Linked DNA regions of Gossypium hirsutum: region 1 is linked to region 2. A link is a contact called in public Hi-C data. All regions are on one chromosome and are shown on one strand. The core of a region is the stretch at or near the end of the contact, and the rest is flanking DNA. Distances in the headings are between cores, read along the strand shown. Region 1 holds the start of LOC107922937 (protein S-acyltransferase 18). Region 2 holds the start of LOC107923018.

Evidence for each region. Hi-C and Micro-C count contacts between places; a contact is called where the count stands out from the background.
Region 1: a contact with region 2 is called in a Hi-C map of leaf, with 1.7 times the contacts expected there. The contact joins the promoter of LOC107922937 here to the promoter of LOC107923018 in region 2. A contact is called at or near these places in 10 of 34 Hi-C or Micro-C datasets (callus, leaf and petal).

What each region holds. Positions count from the first base shown.
Region 1 is chrA12:83,602,071-83,606,244 of Gossypium_hirsutum_v2.1, reverse strand. It overlaps LOC107922937 (protein S-acyltransferase 18), which reads right to left and starts at 1,270. Exons shown (of 8, transcript XM_016853142.2): 1 at 725-1,270; 2 at 520-633; 3 at 91-420. The coding sequence starts at 778.
Region 2 is chrA12:83,268,703-83,272,584 of Gossypium_hirsutum_v2.1, reverse strand. LOC107923018 reads left to right here and starts at 1,497. Exons shown (of 14, transcript XM_016853220.2): 1 at 1,497-2,124; 2 at 2,205-2,468; 3 at 2,560-2,739; 4 at 2,823-2,970; 5 at 3,217-3,551. The coding sequence starts at 1,721. It also overlaps the pseudogene LOC107919345.

The sequences.
Region 1 (4,174 bases), core at 21-2,520, 330 kb before region 2:
TTGCCATAGAGACAAAGCCTCATTAGTGTAAATGATAAATGCAAGTAGTGATTTTGTTTTTGTTTGGAAAGCTAGAAAAAGAGTGCAAACCTCAAAATCACATAGAGAACAATAAGAGATATTATCATCCTCTTTAACATCAGGTGAAACTGCATCATTTTTCATGACAAGGGGAAATGGTAACAATGGTTCCATTTGGAAATTGGTTTTCCATGGATCCAAATACTTCCTCCTTATAAAAGTCCTTAGAATCTTCTTCTCCAGCCTCCTAAAAAACCTTACAACAATCTGGGTCAATATGAATCCATAATTTGGCTTCAAAATCCCTTTAGATTTCCCTTTTATCTTCTTCTTAAAGCTGGTTTTATCAGTAGGATCAATAGCAGTACACCTAACAAACAGGAATATAACTGAGAATGCCTGTAAATGAAAAAAAAAAAACAAATCAACCCCATTGAAAGTTAGCAATAAGAAAACACAAAAAAGGGGTTCACATTTTTGGTTTGTGAAGATCATTACCACAAAGGAAAAGACCGTTGTGGTAGTGATTTCAGCTATTCTGTTCCCAAGCAAAAGCCCTAAAAATGTATAAAATGCCACAACTAGGAAACTAAAGACTGCCATTCCCACCATCTGAAAAAAAAAACCCAACAATTTTGATTTCAGCCAAAAAAAAACCGTAAAGAGTTCCAAAGCAAAAGACGGGTTTTTAACTTTTATTTACCTGTAAAGGATGGAGAGGTCGCTGCCAACCATGGCGTCTCATGATCCTCATCATGCTCTTAAAACTTTATTTTGTTTTTCAATTTTTTGAATACAAAACTAAAACAACAGCAGATTTTTTTGGGGTATTAAAGTAACTTAAATAAATTCAAGCTACTTATGAAACAATGCCAAAATCCATGGTATATGGTTTCAAAGTTGAAACTATGAAATTTCCTTTTGTTTTGCTTTAGTGAATATATGTTGGCTCTTGAATCCCCTCAAACGTTCGATTTTTGGAAAGGCGATTTGAAATTTGAATGGCGATTGTGGATGTAAAATCTGGCCCATCATCTAACGGCTGTAAATTCATCACCGCCATCATCATAATTTCTTTTTGGTTAAAATTTAGTCCCTCGACGCGAATGGACTTGGCACCCCGGTTCGATTCCTCTAGGCCGTAACACCAAAGCTTTCACGTGAAGGCTTTCCGTGCCGTTTTGACTCCAAATTTGAGGCTATTTTCAACCTTTTTCAAGGCTTAAAGTCCTAGCTATTATTGTAACCCTTTTTTAGGTAAAATAGACTTCATAAATAGGATTTTTTAGAGGGTTAGAAACAACTTTTACTTTTGTAGAGTTTTTAGCTTATTGTAATTTTTATTGTTTTTGTTCTTTTATTTAGCATTTGCATGTGTTTTATGTAATTATAAATATTCAGTTTTATTGAAAATTAGGTTCAAAATTTAGTTGCTTAGAATATTTGTGTTGTTAATTAAAATAATTAAATCTATAATTATTTAATTGATTCTAATGCTTGTAAGAAACAACGTAGTTTGATATAAGCTATGTATGCAATTTATATTGTGTGAACATGCAATCTCATCTAAGTAAACCCCACTTGTGTGTGTTTGTTGGTTAGAATTGGACCTCTCTTTCTTAATGTTATCAGTAAGCTAACTCCTCTGAGCAAAGTTGTAGGATTATTTATTGATAAGGGAAATCATTTCAATGAGTTTCCTCTTGGTTATTGACAATGTAAGGTTGTATGTGAATAGGGTTGTATACACAAACCTCAAACATGGATTGTAAAACAAACATAGAAAGTGCCAAGCAAACATGAATAGGATTGTATGTGAATAGTGTAGTTTCTTGATAACTTGCATATTTAGAGTTCTTTTAATTTAGTTTCCATAGTATCTTAGGAGGTAATTATAGCATTTAGATTAGTTTTTATTGCATTTTATAGTTTTTATTGGATTAATTAGATTTTATTTAAATTTTGTTCATTCCTTTTATCATTTTTAGATTTAGTTTAGATTTATTGGTTATTTTCCTTTTTCCCATTATAGGTCTTAGATGAAGAATGGAAGACTAGGAGCATATAGTAAAAAGTAGTGAAGAGAAGTCTTTCGCTCCACTGGATTTGATTCAGTGTGGTGGAGCATGCTCTCTAATTTAGAATTTGACAGTGAGTGTTTTGCTCTACTGCAATTTTTGCGTTCGGTGGAGTGGCACGATTAAAACCCTAAAAATAAGGGTGATGAGAGTTAAGAGGAAAAAAAGGAGGAAAAGAGTAGGAAAGAACAACTCTTTCATAAGAGTAACTTCAAACTTGCAAAGACAAGAAGAAAAAAGAGATCTGAAGCGCTCAACATAAATTCTTCAACTATTTTTTCTCTAGATTATTTCTTTTTACTTTTTTATGCAAGTTTGTTTTGAATCTCTTTTTGTGTGGTTTTCTCAACTCAATATGAATCAAACTCTATTTTCTTGGAATAAAGATGGATCCTATTTCTTATTTAATTAATTTATTTTCTTTTTGATTGTTTGATCTTTACTAATTATTTATTCAAGTTTGTGCTTATTTAATCTACTTACATGATCACCAAGTTGCATTAATTTGATAATCTTGATTTGTCTTGGAAGAGAAAATTAAGGTTTAGATCTAGACAAAATAAATTAGGATTAACTTCAGTAGTGCTAATGAATAAATTAATTTGCGGCTAGGATAAGAATATACATGATGTCCTAATCAACCTAATAGGTTTATTCTTAGTGACTTCACCTAACTTGCTTAGCATAGGAATATAGCTAGTGGGGAAGGGTGATTAACTTAGCTAGATATCGGAAGGGTCCAACAATGTCATTGAATCCTGGAATAATAATTACATAGATTGAACAATTGAACAAGAGATAATTGATTAACTGAGTTAGGTAAAGTTAGAGTTACAAGTCTTTAAAATTGATTGAGAAATTTAGAAATTTTCATTGTTTTAGTTTAATAAAATCTCCTTAATTAGCTTAGTTTAATTTAATAGTAATTAGAATTTATTTTATTGATATGGATTAGATAAAAATTGAATAGTTGGTACTTAGCAGCTTAGAATTTGATCATTTTGGGAACGATATCTTCTTATCACTTTATTACTTAAACGACATGTGCATTTGCATTACAAATTTTCACTCATCATTTATCGTTTAACTAAGGGGAAATGCTCCGATTACCCTCTAGCTTTGTCCTATTTAAAACATGTAGATCAAATTTTAAGTACATGCACACTTGTTACATAGACAAAGTTGATTTAGTCTTAAAGAAAAAAACGTAAAGTTTAATAATAATGTGTGTTTTTGAACATATTAGGTATACAAGTTATTCATGTAGTTAATATAAATGTGTTTCAAATTTGATATCCACATATTTTGAACATGCTCCATATCAGACCTAACCTATAATTTAATGTACAAGTTAATAACCAGGCTAATAGAAGAACTTGATTGATGCATGTGAATCTACAGGCGCAAGCAAGTGTCATGGGTCGAGACTAAAGTTCTGGTCATGTGCGGCCTTAAGCTGGTTCCTATGACAACAAGCCAAAGTCATCATTCAATTCTTGCTTAGAAAAGTTTTCGCACACTTAGCCTAAATAAGCACATAGAGAGCACTTTAAAGAATGAGAGAGTTGGAGAGAATGTGGAAGTATATTGCTCAAGAAAAGTTAGCTTAAGTGTATAAATGAAAAAGGAAAGCCTCTACTTAGCAAGCCCTTTTGATCCAAAGGTTATAATTCATTTTAATAGATGGGCTAGATCTATCTTTTAGAACTTTCCCAACTATCCTATTAAATATTATATAACTATGGAGAGTTCTAGAGCTTTTGGATATTATACACAATTCTACAAGAATTCAGTCTCTTCTTCGAACCCGCGGTTTTCTCGTGCTCACATCATTCCAAACTTAATCTAGTGCTTTGAATATCTTTACTCACAAGTAGATCATGACAAAAACCTTGATCACCTTAATTAAAATAAAAACACACTTTTTGATTCCTCCTAAGAATTAATAATTTTTAAACTCTTTTTGATATAAACTTTTTATCTTTGCGCCTAAATAAACGTAATTTTATGTCAACTCCCAACATCAAATTTTTAGTTTTACCTCCTAAAATAACGATGCTTTTAACACATTTTAC
Region 2 (3,882 bases), core at 248-2,747:
TTAGTTCTTATATTATGTTTAAGTTGTGGATTTAGTTTATATAATTGTACTTGATTATTTTTAGTAATTGTACTTTTAGAATTTTGAAATTTTAATTCTAATAAAAAACTAATTGTTAAATGCGACAAATATAGTATCACATATATAATATCATGTTAGCAGAGGCAAAGCTAGAAAATTGTTTGGAGGAGTAAAAACTAAGTTATATAATTTTATGAGAGTTAAAATGTAATTTCGCTATTTTAATAGTTTGTATCTTTATAATTTTTAAAGGATTATATCAAAATTTTATCATTTTAAAGGCTAAAGTATAATTCTACCATGTACTAATTTAAAATGTCATAAATTTTAAAGGGTCAAATTTTAAATTTTTAAATTTGGGAGTGTCCAGGCTCCTACTATCCCTTTGTTGCCCCCTGCATATTAATTTGCTGTTTTCAAATAATATTCACACACACAAAAAAATACAATTAATGAATTTAATTATTGTTGTTGCATCAAAATTAAAATTCTAAAATTCTAAAAATATAAAGATTAATAATGAAAAAATTTAAAAATATAAATTAAATATATAATTTTACGGATGGAATAGGACTATTGGCAAAATTCAACCAAATGCATTTAACTATTGCAATTTGGATAGGATTGAAATTTAAATATATATATATATTGTAGGTGCTAAAATTAACATGTTGTTGGCCTCATTCTTAATGCGTCTTTGGTAATTATTCGATGCTAATGGTGAATTTTATATTCCTAATCTTTTAACTTCATGTTTTTATACTTAGAAGAGCATTTTAGAGTAAAAAGAGCGAAAACTGAAAAATCGAAACGATTTACAGGAGCCACACGAGCTGGACCATTCCACACGGCCTGGACTAAGCTCGCCTTACTTGAAAAACTTAAATTCAAGAAAATAAAAGTATAGGGATTAGTTTTAATAAATGGAAAATATAAAAAAACTACATTAAAAGAAATGAAGAAAGGAGAAAAACAGAGGGAGATGCAAGAAAGAGTGAAAAATAAAGAAAAATAAATAAAGTTAAAAGAATATAAAAGAAAAAAATTAAATTGCTCAAAACAAAAAAAAAATAGAGACCGATTGTATAAATTAATCTAAAATTTTTGTTTGAAATGATGATTTAACGTACCATATCAGCTTACCGTTACACAATTAACGGCAATTAACGGCTCAATGACTAAAATGTTACAACGTGATAATGTAAGTGACTAAAACGTAATATTTCAAACATAAGTGACTCAAATATAATTTAAAATAAATAAAAGTGACTATTTTAATAGTTTACCCTTGATTTTATTATTCTCGATAAATTTTAAATTTAAATTTATTGAAAAAATAATATTCACAGTTATATTAAAACGACGTGGCATCAAGACTGCAATAAGTATATATTTTAGACGAAACATTAAAATTACAAATTATTAACAACCAAGAAAATAAAGCGATTCCTTAAAAAAAAGAAAGAACGAAAGCGATAAATTCAAACAATACTGGGCCAAGCTAAATTTCCTTATCCAAAGTATACTTACCACCGGCCCCTTACTCTTCTCTCCTCATTTCCGACCACCACCGGCCATATATGCCCAACAGGCAACAATAATAACTATAATTATAATTATTTATTTATTTAAAGAAACAAAAAGCTTTTCAACTGTAAAACCCGCGAGAGTTCAAAAATTTTCTTTCACCTCCGATCTGATGTTATCTTTGCAAACTCAAACCAGCGTCACCGCTCCATCATCATCCCTTGAACGGTGCCCTTTTTTAGGTGCTCGTTCACCGGCTTCTTACCTGTTATTACGGACCGTAGCCACTCTCAAAGTTCCCGGTATTCCGCAGGGACTCCGCGCCGTATCCACTGAGCCATTGGGAACCCGAAACGACGTTAATTTAACGATCACCGATACCAGCGATGTTGTTCCGAGGATAAAGAATGAAGAAGATGAAGACGAAGAAGAAGAGGAAAAACCAGGAATTTCGAGAATTCAAGTGCCTAGACAGAAATACATACCAGTTTCCAAGGCGGAGCTCTTGGATGCTATTGTTTCGAGCTTGTTCGAATCTCGAGATGAAGATGCGCGTCAATTTCGCCTCCTTTCGTCGTAAGTTTAAAAAAACTTCTCCGATTTCTTGTTTATTGCGTTCAACTTTGATATTTTCTTTTACGGTGTAAAATTTCCAGGTGTCTGGATTCAATCCTTCACGCCCAACACAAAAGCATTTTGGAGCAAATACGAACCGATTATTACTATCCTTATTCCGTAGAGGGAAATAGAAAGACAGAGCACGTTTCAGAATCGGAAGTTGTAGCCAACGGTGAAAGATCTAAGTTCACCGACGAGGATAACATCGAACCTGATACGTGGTTCAATTACGGTTTGGACTTGAGGAACTTTCTAAATTCTTCAGCTAAAAATGTTAGGAGGTTTTCCGATGATAAGACCAGGTTAGTCTTATAAATTCGGCCACACATATAATTGTTCTTTTAGATCAATATTTCAGTTAAATTAATACTTCAATGCAAAAACTGTTTGTAGAGTTGCAGTTGCTACTCGTTTTCAAAGATCTTTTATGCAACTTCTTAATGACGCGCAATTTGAAGAACTATCAGTTACGGATTTGATGTTGACAAATGCCTTGAACACCGATTATCTCCTAACTTTGCCCATATATGTGGACTGGAAGAAAGCATCCGAATCCAATGCGATTATATTCCGGTAATTTAGTTACTGTGTGCATGTACTTTCTACATGCTTTCACTAGTAAATATGTTGGATTCAGAATGGCCTCTTTCTTACAGGCGGGGATATGCAACTGAGAGGCAGAAGGGTCTACTTATTGTTGAAAAGCTGGATTACTTACAATCCAGACTTCTGCAAGCATTCTTCTCCATTATATCAAAACCATTGGGAAAGGTTGGCAAATGGATTACTTATAATCTCAAAGAGGTAATTCCCCTTTCCTAGTTGACTTTCCAACATTAGAAGGCATGCCAACAAGGTTTTCTGAATGGAATTGACTGCACCGATATATTTTAAGTGACCTTTCGAGGTGTCAATGATTGATCTCTGTTATTTAATTCATTAGTATTCTGGTAGTCTGAGCTATATTATTTGTTTCATCTTTGTAGTTTTTTAACTTCCCGAATTTGAGTAATAAATCATTCAGTTTGACAATCTTCAACTTTAGGACAGGCTTTCAAATCTTCTTATGAGAAAGACAAAGCAGGAAACTGGGTTAGGAGGTTGAAGCTTTGGCTTGAGGAACTATCTCTCTTTCAACAGTCATATCTTAATGATGAGCAAAATTCTGAAAGTCTCCTGGGGGTTGACCAACTATCAGATCGCGACCTTCCTATCTGGTTGGCAGCACAGAGGGCAGTTAGTCGCTATGAAGGATTTCTATCAGCCATTGGACCCCGTGGAAGGCTTCTAAGGAAGTTACTTGCTAGAGTTGGACTTCTACCTCCTACACCAGAAACACCATTTCAGCTTGACAGTGTTAGTAGTGTTTCCGAACCTTATTTAAGGTATGTTAAACCGAACTTTTCATGTTCTTTACATATGGGAAGGTTGTCATCAAATTGTGCATCCAATGCTTCATGTTTTCCATTCATGGACAGGATATGATGGGAAGGGTTGAGATAACATCGGCTTACATGTTCTTCAAAAAGTACTTTGTTAAAAAAAAAAAAAACAATAGTAAACGAGAAACTTAAAGTGTTAATAACATGTGCTGATAATTAGACAACAGTTTGGATTTTTTTAAAACAATAATAAAGATGTTAAATATTTATGAGAAACCTAAAGTGTTAATAAAATGTGCTGATAATTAGACAACAGTTTGGAAAATAAGGAAAA